Regions from separate parts of the Triticum aestivum genome. Here region 2 is linked to region 1. A link is a contact called in public Hi-C data. All regions are on one chromosome and are shown on one strand. Each heading gives the region's core, a stretch centred on a gene start, on an enhancer-like site or on the middle of the called end of the contact. The rest is flanking DNA. Distances are from core to core; before and after follow the strand shown. Region 1 holds the start of LOC123096129 (methionine S-methyltransferase). Region 2 holds the start of LOC123099582 (zinc finger protein 7).

Evidence for each region. A called contact is a pair of places that touch in the nucleus more often than the background predicts.
Region 2: a contact with region 1 is called in a Hi-C map of leaf, with 2.9 times the contacts expected there. The contact joins the promoter of LOC123099582 here to the promoter of LOC123096129 in region 1. A contact is called at or near these places in 2 of 5 Hi-C or Micro-C datasets (leaf and root).

The regions. Positions count from the first base shown.
Region 1 is chr4D:51,516,921-51,523,286 of IWGSC CS RefSeq v2.1, forward strand. It overlaps LOC123096129 (methionine S-methyltransferase), which reads right to left and starts at 3,008. Exons shown (of 12, transcript XM_044517753.1): 1 at 2,520-3,008; 2 at 1,101-1,294; 3 at 503-709; 4 at 319-414. The coding sequence starts at 2,853. It overlaps LOC123099581, which reads right to left. Exons shown (of 6, transcript XR_006448189.1): 2 at 5,751-5,869; 3 at 5,222-5,532; 4 at 5,043-5,118; 5 at 4,834-4,910; 6 at 3,786-4,137.
Region 2 is chr4D:51,804,096-51,810,461 of IWGSC CS RefSeq v2.1, forward strand. LOC123099582 (zinc finger protein 7) reads right to left here and starts at 3,225. Exons shown (of 1, transcript XM_044521714.1): 1 at 1,976-3,225. The coding sequence starts at 2,837. The coding sequence ends at 2,157.

The sequences.
Region 1 (6,366 bases), core at 1,758-4,257:
TCAGTACAGATCCTATATTATTTATAAAATTATTTAATTATATCAGAGCTAGCAACACATGCCTACAAGGAAACAGCATACACTCCGAAGACATTTTTTTCTTATATCTGGTTATATACAAAATGTAGTTACTTGAAAGAGCAATCAAGAAATAAGTTCACTCCTGGTATTCCTACAGTCCTACTCCAGCTAGAGAAGCAACATGAAGACAAATCGCCATTGGTATTAGATAAACTGAATGGAATAAATTTAACACATTACACATGTCAATACATTTTCCTTATGTAATAATCATGAAGAAGATATATCTCTACTTACCTGAAGAGCACAGTAGTTGCTCAAGGAGTACAAGAACTTCTCACTTGAATTTTCAGTCATAATCTTTGATATTGCCTCTGGATTGGGGTTAAGAATCTGAAAAGCAGATCTCGAGAGTGAGCAATTTCCTTCAGTTCTGGTCTACTATAATTTCCGTTCACGATACAGTAATAACTAACCGTACCTGTGGTATGCAGCCAACAATGCAATCAAGTTCTATCTTGTTATCTATACAGTATGAAAGAAGATCAGATTCATGGAATTCAACTCTATCCAACAATGTTTTTCCCTCCCTGTCATAGACCGGGAGACCATTGTCGTCTAGGGCATTCAAGTACAGATTTATCCATGCAATCTTGATGGCCCTTGGGTTAATATCCAGACCATAGACCTGCAAAGAAATAAACAATGCTCAGCTTGGGTTCTGACAGAAACAACGGCTGGACTATGAAGGTAACAACTAGCTGCTTGCAAATTAATTTGTTTGACTGACATGTGCGGATCAAAATCTAATTGGATGTTATTTCCCTCTTTCCTGCTTTAAAGGACACACTGCTCAGTTCAAGAAAAAAGGACACAATGCTCAGCATGGTTGAACAATGTGTGGTATTAGACTAGATCCTTGCTCAAAATTGAATAAAATATGCTCGGTAGATATTATTTTCCTCAGAGGTACCAAAAGTGTTATATCATTAAAGCAAAGTAAATGTATAACTGATGTGGCTCCCACTTCTGTAGCAATAACGATAAGATAAATTATTGACAGAACTAGAGAAAACCACCTTCAAAGGGGACAACTTCTCTGCAAGCGCAATAGATATCCAACCATTGCCACACCCCAGCTCTGCATACGTCTTATCCCTGGAAGTGGAATCTTGATGCTGATTAAGGCCCTCATAAAAAGCGAAGGACCAATCCACAGGAGTGAAAATGCTAGGTATCTCCATCATTGTTAGCTTCGTGCTTTGCTGGAACCCTAGAAGCAGTTGATAAATTAGAAGAGAAAAATTGATAGTAACATTCTCCAAAGTATGTACGCCATGCCCTATTTTTTCTCTTACTGCAATAAGTTTGATCGCTGCAGTTAGGATTCTTCTGCCAAAGATGAATTGTAAGAAGAAAAATAGATAACATCAACCTCCAAACTCTGCAGCTTACACAAAAGAATGAAAAAAAAATGATGCTTAGATGCCATGAAAACATTTCTCTGAGTACCTCATTTGACCAATGCCTTGCTGTGTGCTAATCTCATGTGAACTTCCGTTGATCCTCTATGACTATCAAACTTCCACAAGAAAAGAAGATGGTCACATTGAAGCCATATCTTTGAATGCAACAAGCTCACACACACACACACAAAGTGTCTGTTTTTGGTTCACTTTCTCACACACATAAATCTGGCTCCAACTAGTCACAATCTTGTTCCTACAAAAACAAATAGTATATGCATATATCTCTAAACAACGGATAGGGAATGTCTGTAAAAAAAGTGCTAGGGATCAGATACACTAACAGAGTAAGCCTCACGCAAGGAGGCACATCACATTATGTGCAGTACCAGATTCTGAAGCAACTGTAAAACGAGAGGATAGAAGCGTATGCCGTGGGCAGGGACGCGTACGTGTTTAATATAGACGAGATGTACAGGAGTCGGTTAGGCTGTAGAATTGATCTCCAAGAAAACAGAGAAGAGATCGATCCTAACAGCCAACAAGGTTTACAGAGATAAACACACGCACGCATCCTATACCCTATACGGTTTATACAACACCATATTTACAATGTTTAACAGCAACGCTAGAATTAAATAAATCTCATCAAGTAAACTATGTCAGACAGATCCGGAGTGCCATTGTTTCCATTTTATATGAACACCAAAAGTCCAAAACAGAGAGTGTGAATTATTCAACAAGCGAGACTGAAGTGTTCCCTGCATAAGGAGAAGGGGGAACAAGTCTCTGCGCAATTACACACTCATAGTCTCGCACACAGTTGCAGTCCAGGGACACCTAGCGCTTACATTAGTCAGCAGCGTTATGGGCCGCCACATGGTTGACACTCCAGTGGAATCGCCCACGTGCTTACCTAAATAATACTGTAGAGTACAATAACCCATAGACGTGGCCATAAACAGATCGTTGTCATGCACGCATAGCTGTACTCTTACTTCTTTATTAGCAAAGCAATCTAATCATCAAGACCTGATTCTTCGCAGTCCGGGAAATTTCGACGGCCAGTCGGCCGGTTTCCGCGAAAGGTGATACGTTTGCGGAGAGGATCAGGGGACCGACCTTGGGGGTGGGGGTCGACGACGACGTCGCGGAAGTGGAAGGTGAGGAAGCAGTGCTCCTGCCCGGCGTCGAAGCGGCGGCGGACGGCGCCGAGGAGGCGTCGGGCCGCGGCGCGGGAGGCGCGGGCCTGGAGGCGCTCGAGCACGGCCTCGGCGGCGGCATACGCGGCCTCGCCCGACGCCGCGCACGACGACAGGAAGGCGTCCACGTCCTTGCTTTCGTCCTCGCTCGCCGGCGCAGCCATTCGCCCTGGTTGGTCTCCGTCCGGGAGGAGGAGGAGGCGGGCGGCGGCGCCGATCGTGGTGGCGGACGAGTGATGTGAGGGGCAGAATCGTAAAATGGCTGCTTGGGGAGGTGGAACCCCCGTGAAACCCCCGTGAAACAGTGCAGACACGACTGGACTGTCGTCGAGCCGTGGTCAACTGCCATGCTAAAATCAGCCCACTCAATCAAAGATGATCGCTGCTACACAGCCGACGCTCAGTGGACGATTCTCAGACGATGCAACGCATCAAGCCATCCCTGGGTAGAGCAGAAGTGAATAACACCGTTCGATCCTCCCATCGTCCAAAGGTCGGCCGGCAACTGTCGTCCTTGCAGCAATTTCGATCAAACATCGAGTTTCTTTATTATCAAAAAAAGAATCAGGGATCGAGCTTAGGAAGAGATCCCTCCCTCCGGCTCTCGCACGCTAGCCAAAAATAAAATAAAAATTGAATACGTTTCGGATCCGCACAGAGCACGTACGGGTATTGTTTATAAAATCTTATCGCCAGGAAGATAAACCTCCTCTCAGGACCTAGTTGCAATTAGTCGGAAGAACTACATGTCGCCGCCGCCACCGCGTGCTGAAGCCTGTGCCGGCAGGGCGCGAGTCGTGGAGGTCTGGGCCCATAACCAGGAGGCGGAGCTGGCTCGCATCTCCGACCTCTTCAGGCCTTGTTTGGCACATGAGGTTTTCAAGCCCCAAAAGGGCTGGGGATTTGGTGAATCCCTCCCCTTCACCAATCCCATTTAATCCTCTACATTCCCTTCCATCCCCAACCCTAATAATCCCTTTCACATAAAACTGTTGTTTGGTAGGTGGGCAATATCCCCAGCCTTTCCCCTGCAAAAATATCCCTACCCTTTGAGTGCAAGCAGAATAAAAATGTGATTTTTATCACACCAACAACAACAACAGTACACCAATTTTTTGGCAGGTTGATCACAACAACACAACAAAATAAAAAAATGGTGTTTGGCAGGTTATCATAGCAAAATAATGATGATTTTGCAAGACTTTAAATCAAATAAAACAAGAATGTATCATCTGGGCTAAAGAAAGAGAATCGTGACAACAATTTATAACGATTCATCATAGCAGTTCACGCCAGAAGTTCATTTTTTTTATCATTTTGAGGAATTGGCAACACTCAAAATCATCGTCTCGATCCATCAGAACTGCACCAGGTAGTCCACTAAAACTTTCTTCCTCTTTGGTCGCACAAGCGGCTTCTGCAGATCAGCCATGGCTGGAGGCTGACTTCTGAAATAAGAAGAGTATAAAGAAATGTACTTCCAATGAAGCAAAAATATATAGATGCAAAGAAGCAAACATAACTACTTCCAATGGACTGTGTGCATCCATTCCATTCCATTAGATCCCATAACTACTTCCAATGAAGCAGAAATATATAGATGTACAACTAGCTTTATTAGTATTGGATACTAGTAACAGTCCATGTAATACATGTACAAACTGTAGAGAGAAACAAGAAAGTTCTATGCACTCCATACCCAGGTGATAGGTGATCTCGTGCAACTTTTTATGCCAAAAGTATAACTGAAACCCAGAGATAAGAATTATCACTACCATGTACTAGTGTTTATAGATTGATAATTCTCAGCTACCACTACCAGTACCATGTATTGACCATATTAATTAGCAGCAGCTAAGCTAGGATGATTCATTGACAATAAGATCGGGGAATAAGAATCAACTAGCAGCTCACATGCACTACTCCTATTTTTATCATGCCATTCAAATTTTGCAAAACCTGAAGGCACACTAACGGCTGGATTACATGACAAAATAAAGCATCAATGAATTCTAAAATAAGTAACAACAAGCGACCTAGTTGTTACTACAGCTACTTCCTCACTCTTAATACTACACCTAGTTGTTACCACTGCTACTTTCTGAATAAGACATGAGAAATAGAATATATAGAAGAAAGATCACCTCTATTTAACAAGAAGATGAGAAAATCTTCGATTCACTTCCTCTGTCTCAGTTTCAGTATGTGCAACACCAGCAATCTGTGATGGCTCAGAAGTGGATGTGAAGTTATAATGGCCCTCGACAATGTGCACTAGGAAAAGAATGAAACTATCAACCAAGTAACTATAACTTCATAGCTAATTTAGATGTATGGATGCCGCTGAACTAACCATCATAGAGATCTCCTAATAGGTTGAAGAGAGGAAAAGGTTTGGACTTGAATTTATTTATCCTTGAACCAAATAACTGCAAAAAAACAAGGGGGGGGTAGAAGTTAAACAACTACGAGTAGAGAGTTAATAAAATGATATAACTAGTACAGTACTGAAATTAGGAAGAAAGCACTTACAATCGTCAGCTCATCCCAAAGATGCGCGTCAGCTTGTATCATGCACCTCATTTCATCCCAACCAACTCCACTTTGTTTACGCGCCTCCCTTAGCATTTTATACTCTCTCTTTATCTCCTTTTCCTTTTCTTGGAGTTGATACTTTGAGAATTTGACATAACTATGTCTAGCATGGAATATTCTAACCATCATATTCCAAACTTCACCACTCCATCCATTCCCCCCTCGGTGATAAGGAGTATTGTGCTCAAGAAGGATCTCCACCAAAGCCCTTTCAAGTTCTAGATTCCATTGGGCTCTGGATTTCAGATCTAAGGAAATAGAAAAGAAGAACTACAGTTCTACATTTGCATATAAGCATACAACTGTGATCTCAGTAGACAAGTTACAAATCTTAAAAGCCAAAGTCCAACAGATAGATGATACATACTAGTTCTCTATGATCCACAGTTTTGTGCAATCAGATATCTAATATATGGACTGTCTTGAACTAATAAAGAGACATTGTAACAATAGGATATGGGAATACCGTTTGGAGAATCCCTTTTGGTAATCTTCCGCGAATCCATTTTTGCTCCAAGCACAACTTTCCTTCCCCTTGCAGCTTGCACCAAGTTAAATTTGCTACTTGCGTCCATATATATTTTCCTAATGGACATCGCGGTTATATGAATCGAGAGACATGAATCAACAAAGTGACAATGCAAAGGAAGCAAGATTAAACAGAGGTAAAAGAAGTGATGTATATTAGGGAAATGCTACTGATCTTAACACATGTTCTTCGGGCTAATGAGGCTACTTGCTACTTGCGTCCATATATAACTATTTTACTAGTTTGTGCTAATTAGTTCAGCCCCTCGTCGAATGAATTATGTCAGCAATAAATAGTACGCCAACTAATAAAATTTCTAGTATCAAGTTACTATTAATGATGTGTACATTCCATCCACGATTGAGTTCAGAACTAAACAACATGGTCATCTGGATTGGTTTTGTAAAGATGTTCATCTGAAAAAGCATATTTAACCGAATCAAATCAAATACAGGTTTCAATATTATGCAAAAGCAAGAGGCACAGAACTAACATCCTATTTCTCTAGGACACGGAAAACAAAAAATATTCTTCTGCTTCACGTGATCCCTTG
Region 2 (6,366 bases), core at 1,975-4,474, 290 kb after region 1:
TAAAAATAAGAAAACATATGAAGCATATGACAAAATGACGTATAAAAAAAGGAAAACTTTCGAATTAAAGTTAACATAATATCATCCGTTTAACAAAATGTGAGGAATAAAGTACATACATTTGCTTCAAGTGTCCAACATATACACCATCCCTGATCATATGAAAATTAATGCAAACAATTTAACTTATGTCTCGCACGAGGTAGTATGGGTGCATGGACGAGTGAGGACTTTTGGCGGGCGACCTTCATGGAGGTGGATATTTTAAAAATTCAATAATTATATTTTGGAGTTTCAAAGAATTCTGAAAAAAATTCTACACATTCATATGGACGTATTCTACATGTGTATAAAATCTCACAATGAAATACATTATGGTGAGAGCTACACAAAAAAGAGAAAAACGTGCATTTCTAAAAGTGAACAGTGCTTGCACTGTTCATCAGTTTGAAAACCGCGATTTGTCTTTTTTGTGTAGCTCTCATCATAATGTATTTCATCTTCAACATTTACACACATGCAGAATACATCCATGTTAACATGTCTTTTTTTTATTTTATTTTGAAAATTTAAAATATATTTTTCAATTTTTTCAAAATACCCACCTCCATGGAGGTCGACTGCCGTTGCCATTTTGCGTGCATGGACAGATTAGTTAAAAAGACTTATAGTTACATATACGACTTGCTGATGTGGCATAGCCCATGAAAAGAGCAAATAGATAGTGAGCTATAGTTATTTAGCAATAGAGGATGCCCCAAAGAAGCAAAAACAGAGACCGACTCTTCCTGGCTCTTGTGCCGCGTCGGTTAAGCATAGTGAGGGGACGTTGCTGGCTGAATTGTCAAGTCCAACTTTAAATAAAAACACTAACGTCCACACGTGTAGCAACATTATAACTTGTCCACAAGTCTGGATCACCATTTAGTTAAGTTTACATAAATCTTGACACATTGAGGTAGTTTTTGCGTGTCACGTAGGACAAGGCCGGTGTGTGGGCGTTGGAGAGGTCGTCCACACGCCTCACAGCACGCGGTTGCCAGCTGCGCTGTGTGGGCGAACTAGTTTCTGCTCACACAGCCACCACCTAGTCCACGCGCGTGTGGGCGAACTGCTTTTCGCCCACACGACAGTCGTACATTGTTGGAAGACAACTGCAGTTGCGCGTACATGGCAACTAAGTAAATACACATGGCAACTATGATTCGTTTGCTAGACGGCAACTGCAGTTGCACGTACGTGGCAATCAGGTAAACATACATGACAATTGTGATTAACCACACGTGGCAACTAGGTAAACACACATGTCAACTATTGTTTGACCATATGTAGCAAGTAGTTAATCACACACGACAACTATGGTTTGATTACACATGGCAACTACCATAAATTAAACATGGCAACTACAGTTAACCAAAACAAAGAGAGTTGCCATGCTTTTACAACCATATTTGCCATCCCGGATAACTACATCTGCCATCCCGGATGGCAACTAAATCGTCATCCCGCGGGTACTTATTATAGCTGCGCCAGAACGTGTGGTCATATTTGCTTCGTGCCACACACGCGGGGTGAGGATGAGTAATACTTATTGGGCGTGTGGCACGAAGTAGCTGTGCCCACACGTGTGGGCAATTCTACTGTTCGCCGATACACAGCCCACATGGGCTGCCCCCTGCTCATGCTACACACGGTGTGTGGGCAAATGCCTATTATGCCACACGTGTGGTGGATATCGACGTCCCTTTAAAACTAGTCAAGAAAACATTACTAACTACTACTCCCTCGGTTCCAAAATAGATGACCCAACTTTGTACTAAGTTGGGTCATTTATTTTGGAATGGAGGGAGTAGTAGTAAACTTTTGTAAGACTTTTTATGTCACTATACAGGGAGTACATGTTTTCGTATCCGGCAGAAGAATAACATTTTTTAAACGACTACTGGTTTTCGGTGAAAATGTCTGAAGATGCATGTAGGCTTAACTGACGACAGGTCATTTCTTCCTTGAATAACTATTTAGAAGAACAAGCGCAAGCTCGAGAATTGTACATTCGATATTATATATTACTTGGCCAAATCAAATTAATTAACAGAAGAAGCTAGCTAACTCTACGCACGTCTACGATCACCATCTACTTATGATCTATCACCGATTCACAGCCGAAGGCTCAAATCCATCTTCTTAGTTTGCTCTGGCAGCAGCTGCTGCTCCGAGGAAGGTGGCTCCGTCTGCGTCCTCATCCTGAAGCTCCCCGGCCACGACGTGGAGCCGAGCACCTCCTCGTAGACGAGCGGCGGCCAGGGGCCAACCACGCCGTCGTGGAGCCTCGGCGCCGTGGCCTCTTGCCGGGCCGGCTTGTGGACCGCCGAGCCCGCCGGGTTGACCCTGAGGGCGCGCACGATCGCGGCGTGCGCCTCGAGCGGCAGGCCGGCCATGACCATCCGCTGGTGGTGCGCGTGGTGGTAGGACAGCGACGACGACCGCTTGGCCGCGCTGCGCTCCCGCTTGTGCGCGTTCTGGTGCCCGCCCAGCGCCTGCGAGCTGAAGAACTTCCTCATGCAGAAGTTGCACGAGAACACCTTGTGGGGCGTCGTCGGCGCCGCCGCGGCAGCCGGAGGCGGCGGTGGCGGCTGCTCCTGCCTGTGCTTGGCCGCCGGCTCTTCGTCCGAGCACGACGAGGGGTCCTCCGCCGCCGCCGGCTGCGAGCCGTTCACGCCTAGCGTGAGGTCGAGCCACGTCGCCGCGTCGCCCTGCTGCTCGCCGGCGGGGGTAAGCAGCCGCGCCGGGCTCGCGCTCACCGCCTCATCCGTTTGCTCCATGTCCCGATCCTGCATGCAACCAGCCAGAAGCTTAGCGTTTCTTGGGTCTTCCTGTCGACGGCGACCCTGTGCTCAGTTTTTTGGCGCAGGGCACGCACTAGTGCCAGCCGCGATAGCTCTGGCTGTGCTGTGTGTCTCTGGCGTGGCGCCTGCTTCCGGCTCGCGGCGGGTGCTTTATAGAGGGGATCCGGCATCCGGGACAAGGCCTGTGGATGGTCTTTGTGAGGAATCCAATCAGGTCTGAGCATTAGACAACTCTAATCTCTCTTCCACTTGCATGTAATATCTCTTCTTTCTTCTTCCTTTCACATCAGTATCTGGAGCCGTGGCAGTGCGTGCTCACGTCACCTTCTCCTAGTCCTATGCTTGCGATGCCCACCTGGGCACCTTCCATTGCTAGGTAGCATCTAGGTAGGTTCATGCTGCTGCTAGGGTAGCCATGTAGGAGTACGTACGTAGGTACATACGCTCGTAGTGTCTTTGTGGTCGATTGATCGAGTCGTGAGTTGTTGTGACCGCGCCACTGTAGCTAGCGGCCTAGCGCTGCCTTTTACTTTCATGCATGCGCTTGGTGTGGAGTTTCGGCGTCAAGGTTGCTTGGTTTCGGTGGGTAGGTGTCGCTTGACTAGCGGTGCATGGGGTGATCTTCTTCTGATGTGATGATATAAAGGATTTACAACGTCTGGTTGTTCTGGACTTCACGGTTTCAGATGCCTAATCAGGATAACTTCCGATGCGATCGGACCTCCGGATATTGAGATGATGGGGTTTAGGCCTCGAGATTCGACAAGATAAGCCATCCGGGGTAATCTCTTCCAACGCATTAGCATGAAGTAAGGAGTACCCAAAGTACCACGCAATGACACAACTGATGGCACCCCGCTCTGGTTGCATAGCGTTTACGCCAATTAAACCACGGTGATTTGATTGCTGGGCCATGTGACGTGGTCGATTTTGTGTAACCGTCGACACTCTTTTATAGATTTCTTCAGTAGTTTTCATTAGACTAGTTATAGTGGGGAGTAAGAACATACGGGGCAAACCGTGGTTCTGCAAATTTCGTTTACGGTCCTGTAAACGAAATTTGCAGTATGACGGACGCCAAGAAAAAACATATCCCGTGAACACAAACGACATATTTAAGCTAGCGGTTCGCGCCACATATTACACCATCGGAGTTCATGCGAAAACATAGTTCATACTAGCATAAAACGGAATTAAACCTAGATCTACGCACAATCGTCATCGCCGTCCTTCTTGACGCCGAGGTGGTATTCCATCATCGAGTTGGACAACACGAAGGCGTGGTCGTACTCCTCCTTCAACGCCGGCACCCGCGCTGCTGCAGCTTCGTCTCCGGCGACGGCCGCCTCCTTCGCGTCGAACCACGCGCGCTCCACAACCCGAAGATGCTTGAGCGCGGGGGAGAAGTCCAGCCTGTCGAAGTTGGTCCAGGCCCGTGCTCCAGCGCCGCGGGAGAGGGCGCATCGCTTCCGCGCCTGCTCCTTGCGCCACTCCTCCACCGACGGGTGGAGGGAGGAGCTCCTGGCCTCATCGTCGTTATAGCACTTGTGAGACGGCTCGCCGCGGCGGCCGCCGAGCCCCCCCTCGGCCACCCCTTCCGTCACCCGCGCACGACATCAGGGCTCGGTTCCGGTGGCTACGCACGCCACAAATGGCTGCCGGAGGAGTGGAGATTTGTCGCCGGAGAAAAGGATTTGCGGAGGAGGAGGCTAGAGGAAATGAAGGGCACGAACCTTACAATCCTCTCGCTCTGGTATATATTGCGGATTCGGGGCGGTTTACGGGACGAGCCGTTTTATAGGACCTGTTCGTTTTTTTGCGCGTGCTCTAAATCTGCCGGGAAATACGACTCGACGAGCTTTTACGGGATCTGCTAGAGACGCTCTAACCTAAACTCGTAACATGCACCTTTACAGTGGGTAGTAACACATGTGTGGTATCATGCAATATTTTATTTATTCAGATGTAGACTCATTTTACTTTGTGGTGCGTTACGGTAACATATTATGTTACCACAAACATCTTTCTCCTCATTAACTACTTGCCACGTAAGTAAACTTGTCTTGGAATGCGTCATGTTAATAGCTAAGTTACTCCCACTATGACCATCCTTAGCATTTATCTTTGATATGCATAATGTGGAGATAATCAAGCCAATTATATAATCCGTCAAGCCACATATTTACTTACCATAGCAGCTCCATCATTCCTATAGCTCATTCATCAAGAATGGCCTCGATCTTCACAAGCTTCTCGTTGTTCACATGCCCAGCTTTCAACAATTCACCTATAATAAATTCCAACTTTTTCTTCTGCCCCTTTAGCCAATCCCTATCTTATTTGATCTCTTCTTTCTCCTTCTTCGGGTTCCTAATATTATTTGCTTGAGAGATCTAAATGCACTTCAGCTCCTTATAATCAATATTTAGCTTCTTCATTCCCTTGTCAACCTCCATTAGCCCTCTCTATCTCTTCCTTCTTCTTCAGCTCAATATCATCCTTTGATGTCTTTTGGTAGTTAATCTCCTGCACCTGTCTCTACCGCCAATCAACTAGCTTGCTCACATCATCAAAAAGGTCTAAAGGCTCACTTGCTCATTATCCTTATTAAGCTTGCTCACCTCTCTCTCATGAGCATGTTGATCAGTCATCCTACTATCGTTGATCTCATGAAACATTTCCTAGATCTTAAGAAGGCAGCTCTGCATCATGACGATCAAGGGGCATCAACTCACTCCACAACTCCAAAGTTGACACCTCCTTCAACATACAAGTTCAAATTTGAGCACAACTTAATACAAGTACTTTCCTAATGGATACTACCAATTAAAAGTACTGCGAGCACCTCTAGCATTCATTACCTTTCTAAATTTATTATTGATTACTTTTATAATCTATCACATGCAGTTACTTAGTACTTTGTTGATAACTTTACTAATTTGTTACTACCAACTACAAGTAAACTGAGCACCCCTACCATATAATGAACTAGTTTAAACACTACTGACAACACCAATCTTACTGCAAAATGTTCATTCATATTCAATAATCTTCAGTTTGTAAACTACCTATGCTAGAATAGTGCAGCTCATTCAGTAATGCACCGGTTCAACAGTTATTAAATAAACCAGTATCCCGCAAATTCACTTACATGTGCACACTAGCTCTACAAATTCAGGCAAACTGGTGCAGTTACATGTGCACACTCTGGAAAGAAGGGTACACACAGAAGTTCTACTAGAACCTCCTACCATAGAAGGTCTGTGGGGAATTACTCACACATCATCGGAGATGCAGCAAGGTTGATGTAGAAGCCCTCCGTGATCGATTCCCCCTTCGGCATAGTGCCGACGAAGGCCTCCAGATGGGATCACGGAAGAACAGAGGCTTGCGGCGGCGGAATAATTGTTTCAGGTCTCGCTCTGGTGGTTTCTGAAATTTAGGGAATTTATGAAGTTGGAATTAAGTCAAACGGAGCTATGAGGGGCCACAAGCTCAGGCGCCGCCCGCCGCCCCAAGG